Regions from separate parts of the Siniperca chuatsi genome. Here region 2 is linked to region 1. A link is a contact called in public Hi-C data. All regions are on one chromosome and are shown on one strand. The core of a region is the stretch at or near the end of the contact, and the rest is flanking DNA. Distances in the headings are between cores, read along the strand shown.

What was found. A called contact is a pair of places that touch in the nucleus more often than the background predicts.
Region 2: a contact with region 1 is called in a Hi-C map of liver, with 4 times the contacts expected there. The contact joins the promoter of LOC122888753 here to the enhancer-like site in region 1. A contact is called at or near these places in 3 of 3 Hi-C or Micro-C datasets (liver, skeletal muscle and an unstated tissue).

The regions. Positions count from the first base shown.
Region 1 is chrLG14:18,259,499-18,262,255 of ASM2008510v1, forward strand. All of the region lies in intron 5 of LOC122888751 (rho GTPase-activating protein 26-like), which reads right to left. Among protein-coding and RNA genes, the nearest start is that of LOC122888751, 50 kb to the right of the region's middle. Within about 2 kb of position 1,318, the one cell type or tissue checked has an H3K27ac peak away from gene starts, as active enhancers do. A contact at or near this core is called in liver, where this site is marked.
Region 2 is chrLG14:18,316,762-18,319,508 of ASM2008510v1, forward strand. LOC122888753 (putative fibroblast growth factor 1) reads left to right here and starts at 1,441. Exons shown (of 4, transcript XM_044223568.1): 1 at 1,441-1,584. The coding sequence starts at 1,543.

The DNA of each region.
Region 1 (2,757 bases), core at 68-2,567:
TGTCCTGTGGGAACCAATGAGCCAAACCAGTGAGCCAGTGATCTGTGGTTATATTAGGGCCTAATAATTAGGCCATTGGCCTTTTTCACAGAAGATATTTTGACATGTCACAGTGGGAAATACAGGTGTAAATAATAAAATAAATGATGGCTGGATTCCATTTAGCTGCTTCAGTTTCAGGGTCCTGGGATTGTGCATGCTGGCTCAGTGTCACACTGTCATGGCTTACTGGGACACATCGTTAATGTTATTAGTAACACCTGTGCTTTTCCTACTACGACAAGTCAAAATGTCTGCTGTGAAAAAGGCCAATTGGGGGTAATGTTATAAATCACTGAACAGCACTGTTTTATTGTCTTCCTTATTTGTGTTCGTGTGAACTAGTTTTTCCAACTTCTCTTGGAAAGACATTTGCAAAGGAAATAAACCTCCCAGATCAGTGAAAGCAATGAGATAATGCCTCGTCAGTCTGAACTCTGACAAGCTGATGATGTCAGCCCCCGTTGCAGTCACATGACACAGGTGCTTCACTGCCAAGCCAGTTTCAACAGCAAGAAGAGTCCTCAGGGCCAGAGGAGGAATAGACAGCAGCTGCAGAACGCATCAGAGATGATGAACGTTCCTCTAAACAACAAGGCCTCTGTTTTCTGCCTCTTTGACTTTTTCATAATCACTGTGGAAATCATGTCTGAAAACACTGCTGCTCTCCTGTGTGCCCCTCATTATGGGTTCATTACATACTTTTGATTAAAAATACATTTAAAACATATACTTAAGCAAGCTTGATTGTCTGACTTCCTTTGTGAAAGGAAATTACAAACTACACAGCCAGCATAAATATAATGTTTTCTATCAATCACTGTTCGTTGTTTTGTTTTTTAACCACATTTTTGGTGAAAAAGTTAAAGAGGCATTTAAATTGGTTTAATTTAAGTTACTTCCATCCTCAGCCACCAGGTGGCAATCTCCTCCTGGTATGATTGCTAACTGATGATTTTCTTTTTCTATTTCCAGAAAAGTAAAGTAAATGTTTTATACAGGATCATGCCCTGCCACCAGATTGACTCATCACAGCTACACTCCAGTGCTCTGTCATGTCAACAATTCCTAGGAGGTCCCACTGAAACATGAAGCCAACCAATACATCATCACTCCCTGCCTGTTTCTGCGAACAGCACATGGCATAAAACGTTTTGTAAACACTCACTTTATTTGTGCTTTTTTTTAGTTCACCACAGTACCAAAGTTCACTAACAGTGTATCATTAAACATATCCTTAACGGAGGCAGCATCTGCTGTGCCTTGCATGGGGCTTAGACTGATGACTTGTGCAATGCGTTTCTTGATACTTTGTTTCTGCCACAATTTGATTTGCTTGAATTCCATGGTGAATAAGATTAAAAGCTGGGCCTGAGTTATCTTTAAATAAACTGTTTTAAACACATTCTACTGTTCTTTATCCACTCACTGTAACTTTCCTAAAACTCCTCTTGTGTGAGAGGACTGCCAGGTCTGAAAGCTTTAGGACAAGGTGAAATTGTGCCAGGCGAAGATGTTGTCGGTTCTTTTAGGGCTAAACTGGGATTAGTACATCGCTCATGGTGACTTAACTGCACAGATTATGCGTTCACTTCTTAATCTGGCCACCATGTCACAATCAAACAATGACCTGCTGTAAGGGGGCGGATTAGCAGAGTATACACTGATAATAATACTGCATCTATCAGGGGAACCCCTGTGGCTACTCATCTAGGTCCTATGGCTAATGACAGCACATAGTGCACCATGACCTGCTGTAAGGAGATTTGAACATTGAAACATGGCATATTTATTACATGGGGCAAGGGATTACCTTAAAATGTACAGTGTAGTATTTATCCATTAACTTCAGTGTTTGTTGATAAAAGTCTATAGTGCAAAAAATTTAAATTAAAAAGTCTAATAAACACAATATTTATATAGTAAATCTTGAGCCCTTCTGTTTACCTACTTGCTTACTTTTTTATGTTCAATGTTTCCATACCCTCCTGTACATTCAGTCAGGGTACAAAAAGATTTATACACACTGAAACACTAAAGCAACACCAGCCACACCATAAGGGAGCCCTGCTGGCCTATGAGAGCCCCCAGTGGGAATCAGTGATTTATGGCAGGATTATGTATTCCTCTAATCTCCTATCTAGGTCATGTTGTAATGGTTCAGACCTTGATATACATTCATGTACAAGAAGAGGGAGACCCTAAGACATGCAGTAAATATTCTGTACATATATTTATACTACAGCTTTTTATTAAAAGCCTGTCTTAAAAGGACTTTCCCAAATTCTCTCAGTGCAAGGTCAATGTGTGGCAACTGATTAAGATGGTGAACTTCACAATAAAGACTGAGCATTTAAAGGTGTCATTAACACTTATAATACAAGTCTGCAGTATAGGCAGAATGTCGTATCATGGCATTGTTTTCAATGTCCAAGATATACTGATGGTATTTGGCTTGTTCTATTATCTCTTCTTTGCACAAAGTAAAGCTGTAATGCCGGGGCTTTCAGTCAAATATACTATATTTGGTTATCAACACAAATTCTTGAATTCAGTGTGTATAAAATTACGATAACTGAATATAAAAAAGTATCCCAAAATAACAAGTGATGTACTTAATATTACAGTATATTGACTCTCAAGAAAATACTGTAATTATCCTGCATTAAGGAGGCTCTCACTGGAACTTCGATATGTGCCAATAGTTTTAAAAAGGTC
Region 2 (2,747 bases), core at 191-2,690, 57 kb after region 1:
ATATATTATGTAAAGGGAACTTTAGCCAACTAAAGTGTCACTGGAATTTTACACTTTTGTGATAGTTTGTGGAAAGGTTTTATGTTGCTATGAATGAATAGGCAGCCAAACTGATTTTTTTACTGCGATAGTGGACCTATTCTGCCATCTCCTGGTACATAGAGGTAAAGCATCTATTTCCAGCAAACAAGCTCAGCGATGAACAGGTGAAAGAAAAGTAGGTCAGGCTCTCCACTTTTTGGCAGTGTAGTCACTCTTTTTTGTCTTATGTCTCATGATTTTAAGTGTGTTTTTAAAATGCAGATGTACTGTAGAGGATGAATTATAGAGAGAAGAGTTTCCATTAGAATGAGACAGAGGCGAGGCAACCACTGTAAATAATTCACTCAGCCTGCGCACTGCTGCTGTTTATTGTCATGCAAGTGCGAGACAGCAACAGTGAAAGTGTGCAAAAATAGATACTGAGATTGCTGCATTCTTAGAAGCCATTTTTTCATCATTTTGAGAAATGTCAACACCCCACAGTACGTATCGAAATATATATTTTTAAACTGAGTGCATTCAAATGCTTTTAATGTGTCCTGCAAAATTATGATTTATAAACCACTACCATCATTTATCCTCCAGTGAGTTAAAGTTATTCTCTGATCACAATAATAGGTTTGTATTCAATTTCTTCTTACATTCATACTGTTATATCTTTTTGGCTTTTTCTTGTCAGGAGCTGCTTGGATGTCAGTGACAGTCTGAAGCACAGTTTGTTTGCAGACAGAAACTATCCAGAAAGTATATCAGCATTGCCGTTTGCTCACTCCTGTTGGGGTCCTAATTACAAAACTGGAATCTGAGAGGCGGAGTGGCACTGATGATCAATTACATTTTTTAAAAACAGAAAACAAATTCTGCCTTTCATTTATGAAGTATTGTATCTGAAATCAAACATCATCGTCCCCTGACCTCATGCCTCTTATGTCTGTACCTGCATGTATGTATTGAGGACATTTACTGTATGTGCGATTATTTATTGTCAAATGTGTTTTTATTTTTGACGAGTAGATATTTTAACTTTGCAGGAATGCAAAGCAACTATCCTTTGCACTGTCGCCACTGGGCTAAGGTACTGGCATTATGTAAGATTAATTCTGGGAACTGAAGTCATCTGCTTTGTGTCTTTTATAAATGTTTATATTGTGTTGCTCGCCAGTGTCTCCAGGAGGACAGTGCTATAAGAATGTATCAGCGCTCAGTCAGACAGGCAGCCCTGCTCATTTCCAGGCTCTGGCTGGATCCCACGGCCTGGACACTTGCGTCACACTGTCTCAGTCTCTCTCTAGTCTAGAGCAGTAATTTTAGTCCTGACGTTGGCCTGTTAAAATGAGTCCTCTGACGTTGTTAGAAGGGTGGTGGGGGGGTACAAATACAGGCATACACACTATAGTCCAGCCACTTCTCTGGTAGAGAAAAGAGGAAGAAAGTTTGGCACAAAAGGCACAAGGAGCCGGTTTCACCCAAACCTCAGTAAAAAGAGGAAAAGAGAAGGACATGCTGGCACATCTGGGGCACTGTCACATGACTTTCTCACAGGTAGGTGACTGACTCACTAGATCAGAGGAGCTTTGTTGTTTGTGTGGGAACTTTTTTCTTGCTAGTAATCACCTCTGCTGATTCATTAATAACAGATCTTTGATGACAGGAAAGCAAGGTGATACTGATCTTACTGTACTATCTTACTCTACTTTAGCCCAAACACAATCCCCTTCAACTATCTTCCCCCGATCCAAACATACACACTGGTTCAATCTCTCCTCCCACGCATTCCGAACGTTGACTTGGTCAATGGTTGGACTTTTAATGTCATTCCCACCAGAAGCTCTGTCCAAAGGTCCCTGTGGACCAGTCTGGCTCTAACTGGCTTCTCAAAGCCTGTAATACAACGTCCTGGTCGTGTTCTTAGGAAAAGTCGGCTGTGAGTGGGTAGGCCTTACATTCCTCTTGTGGCTTTGCACTGGTCTGTCTTTCACTTTCCTTCTCCCTCTCTCATTCCTCTCTTCCTCCCTCTGTTTCTTATGCCTCTCCAAGACATTCCAGATGTGGGCTAGCCTGGCTCTATTGCAGTTATACTCTACCTCTGGCTACAAATGATAACAAAGACCAGAGTTGTACAGTACCACTGCTTGGCTGGGTCCTTCACTGCTTCCCTGCTCCTTTTCTATTTGACAGGACAGACTTAATGACAGCCACTGCTGCTCTGGGATCGCTACCCTCCAGGATATTGAGATTACACTGACATTGTGGCTTTAAAGTGGGCTTGATTGTTTTTTGGATAAGCTTTTGAGGAAGCAGACAGTCCAAGGGTAAGCCTGACAGGGCTGGATGGATTCAAGTTCCACAAGTGGAAAGATTTCAAGTGTTTGGCTGCTGGAGATTTGTTTGACTGTAAAATGTAGTCAGCTAAAGCCAACTGAATTCAGGGTGTTAATACAAAACATTTTTGCCTCAAACAATGTGAGGAAAATGGCTATTGTGTTTCACTTGTAGATTACAATGTGATGTGTCAAACTGTAGCATATACTTATTAGACTACTGCTGGCACTTGCAACATTTCCAGCAGGGAGTAAAACCATTAGAGCAAATTTTCTGTCCTTCGTCCACATGTTTATTTTGTTGTCTGGCCTTGCACTGATTCCAGGTGAAAGTTACATCACTGCATCTGGAAATTATTACCACAAAGAAAGAATCTAAGTGAT